Regions from separate parts of the Mus musculus genome. Here all the other regions are linked to region 1. The links are chromatin contacts, called in public HiChIP or PLAC-seq maps. All regions are on one chromosome and are shown on one strand. The core of a region is the stretch at or near the end of the contact, and the rest is flanking DNA. Distances in the headings are between cores, read along the strand shown. Region 1 has its middle 34 kb from the start of Aldh8a1. Region 2 has its middle 68 kb from the start of Platr6. Region 3 has its middle 49 kb from the start of Platr6.

The links. HiChIP or PLAC-seq counts read pairs in DNA pulled down with a chosen protein or histone mark.
Region 2: a contact with region 1 is called in an H3K27ac HiChIP or PLAC-seq map of the NIH/3T3 cell line, with 4 times the contacts expected there. The contact joins two enhancer-like sites. A contact is called at or near these places in 1 of 39 promoter capture datasets (cranial neural crest) and 2 of 115 datasets of contacts at active chromatin or transcription factors (the NIH/3T3 cell line and microglia).
Region 3: a FOXA1 HiChIP or PLAC-seq map of pancreatic cancer cells shows a contact between it and region 1. The contact joins two enhancer-like sites. A contact is called at or near these places in 3 of 39 promoter capture datasets (the C10 cell line, cranial neural crest and neural stem cells), 1 of 15 datasets of contacts at CTCF or cohesin (the NIH/3T3 cell line) and 1 of 115 datasets of contacts at active chromatin or transcription factors (pancreatic cancer cells).

Annotation. Positions count from the first base shown.
Region 1 is chr10:21,409,761-21,413,194 of GRCm38.p6, forward strand. It overlaps the pseudogene Fkbp1a-ps2. Among named protein-coding and RNA genes, the nearest start is that of Aldh8a1, 34 kb to the left of the region's middle. Within about 2 kb of position 1,446, at least 32 of the 459 cell types and tissues checked have an H3K27ac peak or open chromatin away from gene starts, as enhancers often do. A contact at or near this core is called in the NIH/3T3 cell line and pancreatic cancer cells, where this site is marked.
Region 2 is chr10:21,788,784-21,791,996 of GRCm38.p6, forward strand. No RefSeq gene overlaps it. Among named protein-coding and RNA genes, the nearest start is that of Platr6, 68 kb to the right of the region's middle. Within about 2 kb of position 1,543, at least 115 of the 459 cell types and tissues checked have an H3K27ac peak or open chromatin away from gene starts, as enhancers often do. A contact at or near this core is called in the NIH/3T3 cell line, where this site is marked.
Region 3 is chr10:21,807,731-21,811,072 of GRCm38.p6, forward strand. No RefSeq gene overlaps it. Among named protein-coding and RNA genes, the nearest start is that of Platr6, 49 kb to the right of the region's middle. Within about 2 kb of position 2,036, at least 9 of the 459 cell types and tissues checked have an H3K27ac peak or open chromatin away from gene starts, as enhancers often do. A contact at or near this core is called in pancreatic cancer cells, where this site is marked.

The DNA.
Region 1 (3,434 bases), core at 196-2,695:
TCCCTCACGGGAGAAAAATCCAGCCCTCAACAGCATCTTGAATCTGCTATGGCTTTGCAGCGCAGTAACAGAATGTCTTAATATATAATAGATAACATTTTCATCCAAAAAATTAAAATAAAATAAAAATTCTTGCAAACCCCCCCCCAGAACACCAATTCATATTCTAAAATTAACCCATCACTTGTGCTGTTAACACGACAATATACTTCATTGGAAACTTAGATCTGAAAGACAGAAACTGAGTCTTCACTCCCAAATAAAGTAACTTGAGGTTTATGGCATATAGGTTAGGACAACACACATACAGAAGGGGGAAGAGGACATGGAGGTATCTTAAGCAAAGCTTAAGTGACAGAACACATTCAGTCGGGTAGGTGTCTATAAAGGGTGGTGACGTCAGGCAAAGCTCCCAACAGATTCATGTGCACCCATCTGGAGGTACCAGATTCCTCCATGGCAGATCCGCATGCAGAGCTAAGGGAGGAGGCTACTTCGGTCATTCCAGTTTTAGAAGCTCCACATCAAAACCAAGAATGGCATGTGGTAGGATGATGCCTGGGGGCCCGGTGGCTTCATTGTCATAGTCTGAGGACACTATCCGTTTGGCTTTCTGACCCACACTCATCTGGCTACCCCTTCTTCCACTTCAGATCACCTCCTGCTTACCTAGTGTAAACTTAAAAGGTTGCTTCTGTCCCGAGAGGAGTCAAAGTTCTTTCCATCTTCAAGTATCCCCATGTAGTGCACCTCTGGCTATGCTTCAGAAAGATGCGCAGGTCTCCAGGAGAGATGGTCTCCACCTGCACTCCCACGGCACAAATGTCTGAGCAGAATAGAGGAGGAGAAGGATGCGGGTGGCAGCATGCAATGGGTGGAGCCGAAGCAGACCTGGCGGTGGTTCAAAGGTTCGGCTTCATCCCTCTCTTGTCATAGCACACATTCTATAAAGGAAAAACATCATATCCATAAAAAAAAATGGATGTCATAAAAGAGGGCATCTCTTTAGCTTTGATGGATGATAGAACTCTTGGGTTTCCAATTCTAATATTGTCTCATGGTCACACCACCAAAGTCTCATGGTCATGAGAAAGCTAGGAAACCAGGTTTGGGAAAGAATCAGACACAGAATATCCCAGTGTAGCCAAAACTATTGCTCAACTTGACCCAGGCAAGCCATGTGTGCACATGTGTGCGTTTGAAAAATCCTGTCTCATTTTTATTCTGTTGTCATATTGTTTTTCACTCCAGCGAAGAGAAGCTGCCAGACTTTATGAAAAGAGGAGAGCCAGTTCCTTAAACGACAGTATAAGCGGTGACTCCCGGAGGGAGTTAGGAGTGTAGTGCAAATGTCTGAGCAGAATAGTTTTACGGATACAATGGGGGCACTTCCTATTAAGCCTGGTAAACAGGACTGGAGTCCAGACACACACTACAGCACAGCAAGCCTTGAAAGAACGCCAAGGTCTAGGTGCAAAAACACAGGGTTGTATCTGAAATTTGCAGAGCACTCAGTTCATGGAGATAGAAGTGGGGATCCCTAGAGTGGGTAGAAGAAGAGGAGAAGGGAGAATATGAGGCAGGGAAGGAGGAAGAGGAGAGGAGATAGTGTTATGAGAAACAGCGTCTTAGTGGGCATGAGGACAGTGTTTTGGGAAAATGCTGCAATAGTCATACAACATGAATGTTACAGAACTGTGTACTTAAGATGGTAAGTTTTGTATCAAATATATTTTACTTCAGTAAAAGTTTAAAATCCAGAGTGGCCAGAGTCAACCATTATCAATATAGGAAGCATGGGTCTTTATGGTCATGAGAAGAAAAGGCCAGGTGGGCACCCAGTACAGTGACCTGGAAACTGTTATTCTCCAGTTCTTCTGTGCACTGTTGGACGAGTCCCCAGCCTCCCCCAAACCCCTTCCTGTTTGGAGGAGAGTCATTCTAACCCTGTGACTCACTTCACAGGGACCAAGTTATCCTGAGAAGGCTTGTGGTAAAACCAGAGAGTGTTATAGCCATGAAAGGAATCACTGCTGGAAGGATGACAAACTTGGACCACTCAGTTTTGGGTGGCTGACTTGCTAGGTGGAGACTACCACATTGTTCAGGCTGCAGGCCACGTGGCTAAAGGGTAAACACCAGAAGGAGACAGGGAATAGCCATTCATGCCGCCTACAGAATGGAAATGGGCCCGGACCGCTCTAATCTGCCACTAGTTACACCATTAAGGTTTTGTAGCTGAGGTGGGGTGGGGCTTAGACACACCCATGACTCTGGTGTAGCAGCTGGCACTTCCAGCTCAGTGTCACTGGACACAAATAGCCTTTGTCGGGTATAAAATTTGATCAAGAAAAATAATGGCAAAGTTTAAGCTTGAGAAGACAACCTTCTGCTCCTACCCTAAGTGGTAATATACTAACTTGAGGTGCAAACAACAGGTTAAAACAGATCTCATTGCAAGACCCTGTGGTTCTGTCTGCTGCTTAGATTAAACCCTTCAGAGGGGTCCTGATTCTCCAACTTCCTGTCTTACTGGGGCTGTATACGTAGGCAGCTGCCTCTACAACTTGTCTCAGTTCTGGAAGCAGTGTTAGGCTTCCTATATTTTCAGATAATGTGGGCCACTCTCAGATTTCTGACAGGGTTGAAAGACTAGTTATATTCTCATAGCCAACCTAGGCAATTAACATTGAGAAAATATATTTGAGAAGATGGTTTTCAGGTAGTATACAGGCTAAACCAGATTATAACATGGCTTTATAAGCCTATTTTAAGTTAGGATAGACAACAGTGTTCTATTTAATTGACAAAATTGATGGACTGGGTGTTCGGTGTATTTTGTACTTTATACATTACAGAATGGTGATAGTTGTGCTCAATTTATGGCTGAGGTAAAAGAGTCTTTTAATTGGACAGAAAGGGGGAGTGTTATGGGTAGCCCTTGTGCTGTTTGTATTTTGATGCTAATTCAGATTCCCCAAGAGGGGCTGCCTGTGATGAGGAGTGAATCACATACTCAGGACTTCATATGATCCTTCTAACGAATAAAGAAACAATCACTGGGCGAGTAGGCAGGACTTCCAGGTGGGAGAAAGGAAGAGAAGAGGCAGGAGAGAGATACGGGCTTTTGGACGGGAACAATGGGGAGGACAAGATGTAGCTACAAGTGGCACCCAGTTTAGATGGTGAATCCACCAGGATTTGCCACCGGAGGATTTATATTTAATATGGCTTACATGCTTAGGATGCTAGTTGTTGAGCCCAGCAATTGAGTTACCTGTTGAGTCTGAACTACGTTTGTGTGGTGTTTTCCTTCAAGCGGCAGCTCAACCGGGTTCCAGAGAGAAAAGTACGGCTGCAACGCATGGGTTTGCAAGAAGTGCACCCCAAGAGGCTGTGGGAATTTGGAAGAGTGGGGCTGGTGTGGTAGTGAC
Region 2 (3,213 bases), core at 293-2,792, 380 kb after region 1:
TCTGGTCTGCACAGACAGTGAAAGAAGGTCTCAAAGAACCAAAATCAACACCAATGAAAAATCCGTTATTGTTACCATGTTGTTATTGTTTATACTTAGTTACCCTTGGCAGCGATGTGTTAAGACAAATCAATATGTAGGTGACTAAGAGTAGATAGCCACAAGAACTGCCCTACATAGTGAGGACAAAATTATACATCCAGGTAAATCTAACGTCTCTAACTAATAGGCTGGTGGAGAAGTTGGGCTACTCCCCAGTTGCTCCTAATCGGTATGACAAATGCATAAAAAGGAAGATCATGAGGCAGCGCTGAGTCTGCTGCAGAAAGAGGGGAGAGGGAGGCAGAGAAAGCCCTGTGGGCGCCTGTGTGTGGTGTGCGAGGTAGGAGGACCAAGGGAGCCAAGGCAAGCATGGTGGAGGAGCTATGGGATGGGGAGGGGAGTGTCCAGGTACCAGGCATCCTAAGCCAGTCACAGTCAGGGTCACCCCCAAAGAGAAGGGAACTGCAGGCCTCCGAGCATAAGACATGGGTGGGCGTCTGAGCCCGGAGTAGCATCCACAGCGAGGGAGGAGTGGAAAAGCACATGGGCTGGGCCTCCCCACATGGGCTCCTAAACACCTCAATCCAGCTGGCTCAGCCTGGGGAAGGACTCTCCATGCACAACCTTGTTTCTGTTGGGGGAAAGATTATTACTTTTAATTTCAAAAATGCTTCAGAGAAGAAAACTCTTAAGAAACCTGTTCCTCAAATCAGGTTTTCTCACAGTATGTGAGGCTGTGTGAGCTTCCAGATTCTGGGCGTGGGGGTAGGGTGCGGGGAGGGGAAGACAATAGAAACTCAAACTCCAGTCTCTAGGGGATTGAGAAAATTAAAACAAAGCGACTTCTGAAAAGATTGGGAGATCAGTCAGAAAACTTGCCTCCAAATCTGCCCTATCAGGTGCATGTCTGCTCATTACCCTCAAGTGGTGAGCGCTATCCACCCCAGAAGTCCCTTGAGCATGTTATTTGGCCTTGACAATCATCAGTCCTCATTCAGGTGAGGACATTGAAGCACAGGAGGCGGGGGATAGCCCATCCATCAGTGACAAACAGCTGCCACCGCCGCACACAGCACACTCAGGGACACTCCAAAAGCAGGTCACATAACCATTTCCCTGCATGCCTGGATGGGCCAATAGACACTGAAGCAACTTAGACTCCTGTCTTCTGCCTTTGAAAACAACTCTCTTAACGGAGCAGCTGGTTCAGGTGGCAGGTGCTCTTAACCTGTGCTGTTCGTCCACACTCGTCCCCTTCCTTGCACACTGCCTCGTTCAAGGGCTGGAACCTGACAATATTTTCTGCGTGCTTCTTAAGTGTATCATTTTACATGGCCGAGGGATCACACTACCACACAGCCGTAAGTCAATATTTACACTCATTAGTTATAGGCTGATAAACTGAGCTGGAAGCGGGATGACTGGCAAGCTCTGGGACAGTGGGAGGCACGGCAGTCAAACGGCAACAGAGCCCTGAAAGTTCCACAGGGCTATGAGTCAGCAGGATGAAATGATCTGCATGCCAGGGGCAACTGCGATGGCTGAGACCTCTGGAGGCTTGCTTGCCTTCAGATCTTCCTTCCCGGTTTGACTACATGAATCACGAGCACCAACTAGTCATGTTTATGAGCCTTAGTCCCTTCCTGGGACTCCCTTGGAAACCAACAGCAGAATCACGAACAATGTGTTTTCTAAGTCAGAACACTACCCAATTAGTCTAAGCTGAGTTCCAGTTAAGGAATTCCATCCAGTCTGACTCAGGACTTTGTCTTGGTGACACCAAAACAAACAGAGACCACGCAGAGAGCAAGGATGACCCTGGTGAGGGGCAGATCCTATACTTGGATTTTTTTTTTGGACCCCCTATGCTCAGTAGTCAGTCTTTGAGAAGGTTTTGGGAGGTGGATACTTGTTTATACATAGCCACCACAAAGATGTATCATTAAAGGGTAAATAGAAACACTTGTATCATATTGAACCACAGACCTGGAAACTGGAAACAGTGGGAATTCCTTGCTCTATGGCATTTTTTTCACATCTGCTTTCAAAAAATGTAATATCCTTCTGCCATATACTGTGAATAGCTCAAATTGACAACAGACTCATTCTACATATGTATACGTGGATATACATGTACAATATACATGAAATAATTTGTGGATGTGCAAACCGATACCATTCATCAGACATTGCCTATGTCCTATAAACACACATCCTGGTTAAACCTCACAACTACATACTACTATGCGAGGTGTCTTCACTCCCATGCTACACATGAGGCAACGGAGGCAGAGGTGAGTTGCTCTAGGCTGGCAGGAAGGAAGTAGCAGGCAGGGATAGAGACTGACTCACTCCAGTGAGGGCAGCTTCTGTGAAAAACACTGTTAAAATCTCTGTGCTACAAGGGATGACTGCTCTGTGGTTTCAGCTGCCTTTATCACCCAAGTTAGACCACTTCTCCATCCTATACAGCTGCACATCCATGGGCAACCTCATATGGTGGATGCAGCATGACAGAGGAGTCCAGAAATGTACCTCTACCCCTAGGTCCTGCAATATATCTAATGTCCAAATGCTACCATTCCAATCCTTATTCTGTCTCCAATCCTACCGTTTTACCTAATAATACCGGAGACAGAGTATTATGTAACTGATATCAAGCAAGACTTAAAGGAAGACCATGTTAAAAAAAAAAATCACATATATTTTCCACCTGTTTATACTGAGAAGAAAACACGGCTGGTGCCCAGAGAAAGCTGATACCTTAGGGGCAGTAAGCATTTTCTTCATTTGTTTCTGCTTGTGTATCTGTGGATTCGGTCCTTTCCTGTCCTCAGAAAACTCCCCAAGCATCGTCCAGAATCCCTAAGTTTTCCACTCTTCCCCCTTTTACAGGGTCCACATGGCCATAAGGTTCACAGGCCTTAAGAGAAGCCAATTGCTGTGGTCTTTGGTGTGCCCAAAGATTAACTACTGTGGAAACTTTTTACTGTACGGAGCGGAAATAAAAAATGAAGAGGAGAGAAAAGTAGGCAAGCAAGAATCTTTTAAACTCACTTTTATGTTCCTTCCTAATGGCAGCTAATTATCTTAGAAAGGTTTGGATGCCAGCTCCAGCTGCCCCCCCCCAACCCCCACCCCTGCCCTTAACAACTGTATCTTAAAATCTCT
Region 3 (3,342 bases), core at 786-3,285, 400 kb after region 1:
CAGTGAACACAGCACTGAATCGTTCTCATAGAACCAGTCACCTAATCAGACCAGCAAAAGCATCAGGAAAGAAGAAGGTGAAAAGGATCATGGGAGAGGATGAGTGAGAAATGGAGAGCTAGGTGTGAGGTGCCAGAGGCAGGCAGAGAATGGTAGGGACAGAAAGCACAGCTGAAGCAGCACATGGAGAAGCTGGGGAAGGACCGGGTTAGCCGGGTTAGCCGGGTTAGCCGGGTTAGCCTGCTCAGGGCCTGTGCCTGAAGAGATAGACTTTTGGGTTTCATGTGCCCATGAATCATGCTACACCATTTAGAAAACTTCCAGAGGTTGACACAGGTAGGGGGAGGAAGGTGAGGGGGTGGGTGGAGGAGCTGCCACCGTGTGTGCTGTTTAACCTAGAAACTTTCTTTATCCCAAGTCCTCGACTTCCCAAGGAAATACCAGGAAAGATGACAGTCAGCGCCTGAGTGTAAACTTGATACCAGCAAGTAAAGAGGACTCTTGGAAGAAAGGAGGAAACAGGAACAGGTCCCGAGGGGGTGGAGAGGAGGGAGAAGAGAGAGTGACAGAGGGTGAGATAATCAAAGGACCAGCTTCTTAGGGCTCCTGCCAAAGCTAGCCTCAGTGAAGCTGATGTAAGGACAGGGCCTAGGGCCTTTTCTAGGATGAGAAACAAAATTCTGTCCCTATATTCATGTTACAAATTCAGTTACTGTTGGTGTTAGCCTTCTGTCTAAACATCCCCCCACAGTTACCTGGCAACAGCCAGATGTGCCTGACCCACTATAAAAGGGGCTGCTTGCCCCCTTCCTCCCCCTTTTACTCTGCTTCCCTCTTGCTTCTCTCTTGCCCTGTTAGGATCTTCCCTTCCCCCTCTCTCCAGGTGTCCATGGTCAGCCTCTCTTCTCTTCTCTTCTCTTCTCTTCTCTTCTCTTCTCTTCTCTTCTCTTCTCTTCTCTTCTCTTCTCTTCTCTTCTCTTCTCTCCCCTCCCCTCCCCTCCCCTTCCCTCCCCTCCCCTCCCCTCTCCCTCCCTTTCCCTCTCTCTCTCCCTTTCCCCTTCCCCCTCCCACCTCCCCCTCCCCTTCCTCCTTTCCTCTCCCTGTCTCTGCCTCTACTACCCTCTTAGCTCCCCTCCCCATGCCCTGAATAAATTCTATTCTATACTATACTGTCGTATGGCTGGTCTCTCAGGGCAAAGGGATGCCTTGGTATGTGCCCACTGAGGCACACCCCAATAGAACATGTCTTATACCTCTTTATCTTTTTATAAACACATCAGTTGGCACAATTCTTCTTTGTTAGCATTGTTGTTCTGCCTCCTGGGTTCAGAAGGAAGGGCAAGGCGACACTGGTATCCTGCACCTCTGTCCCAGGCTGGTCATTCTCTTGAGCAGTGCTTCTCAACCTGTGGGTCTTGACCCTTTGGGTCCCATATCAGATATGTACATCATGACTCATAACAGTAGCCAGGTTATAGTTATGAAGTGTCAATGGAAATGATTCTATGGCTGGGGGTCACCACAGCATGAGGAACTGTGTTAAAGGGTAGAAGCATACGGAAGGCTGAGAGCAGCCATTACAGAGCTTCACACACACAGACTGAGAGAGACCACCCCAACCTCACCCTCTCCTAAAGCGGCATCAGCTTTTGGGGTCAGCGGTTTACTTCATGATCATATGAAATGTGACTCGAGAATAAAACTACTTTCTACCAACAGGCATATGGAGTAGCATGTGAACTTTAGTTTTCCTTAAGGTGACACAGGGAGACCGCTGCAATTTTAGTCTGACCCTACTCCGTCAAAAGAAAACTTAATGTGAAAAAAAAAGAGGTTATTTTAAGATCAAAATTCCTTCTGGTATTTGAATGACTCATCCTGGTGTTTGTGCAATTAATTTAATTTGCCCCAGAGCTGCCTTTATTTGCTTGTTGTCGTGACGTCAGGCTAAATCTCACTTTGTGGTATCAGTCTCGCAGACACACTACCACGTCTCCTTCCTATTTTTGGCTGCTTAGGGTTAAGCAGTGTGGTAATTGTGATGGATCTGCGTCTTTCCCTTGGATGGGAGCTGTAGTCTGACCAAGGCTATTTTCTTCCTCTTCCCACAGACCAGTTCATAAATGGCCAGGCCTGGCCTGTCTGTGCTGATGAGAAACACAGAGCAGACCCCCGGACTTTTGTGATGCCAGATGTCACTTAAGGTTCTGGGGCCAGGTGGTGGTGGTGCATGCTTTAAATCTTAGCACTCAGGAGGCAGAGGCAGGTGGATCTCTGAGTTCAAGGCCAGCCTGGTCTACAGAGTGAGTTTCAGGACATCCTGAGCAACACAGAGAAACTCTGGGGAAACAAGTTAGCTGTGTGCTTTCTTCACACTCTATTACAGAAACAAAACAGAACAAACCAATGAACAAAAACCACTGGACTTTGGTTAAAGTGGGAAAGGCTAAATTTAGCTAAAGACATTTTATGCCAAAAGCTTCCAAGAATGGAACTAGAAATGTACAAGTCTCTGGAGTCATCAGCCAGTTAAAGCAAATGGCCCAGGACACTTCAGGATTCGTTCAGAGCTAGATACAGTTCTCTGAATAGCCGCACTCCATGGAATCTCGGGACTAATTCCACGTGGTTCTACAATGTGCCTCTGTAGGCATCCCTGCTGGAGTGCAGATAAAGAGAGATCACACTAGCTACCTCACTGACACTCACTGAATGTGCCTTACCCCTAGATTGCTCTGTTATTCAGAATGAAATGCAGTGGATCCCCAGGACCCCTCAGTCTTCAACTGTTCCCTTCAAGACTGCAGATGTTGCTGAGACATCCTTACTGGTGCTGGTTCCTTTATCCTTGGCTACATCATAGCTGTTTTATTAAAACCAAGCACCGAGTTGATCAGCGTTCCATGAAAACATTCAGGATATCAGACGAGTGTTCTAGTCTAAATATAAACACCTAGCACGCCCCGTACATTGTCAACAATTCAGAAAAGTTGCTGGGTGAGAGGATATAGGCATATCTCAATGTGTAAACTTGCCTTAGACTAAGATGCTCATACTAACAGGTATGTAGGATGGCCTGAAGACCTGTGTTAGTAACCTTAGGAAAGGCTGTGCAGGACATGGTTTTTAGCATGTTGTGCTTTAATTCTCATGAGTCTGAGAAAAGGGTATGTATTACTTTCAGACTTTTACACATGTCTTAATGGTTCAGGAAGAGTAAGTAAGTGGTCAAAAAAAAAAGTAGAAGTTTTTATCTTAAACTTAAAAGAGCAGACCTTGGCCTGGGACCATGGCTCACTTGGCAAAGCACCTGAGTCTGGATTCTCAGGACCCATGTGAAGA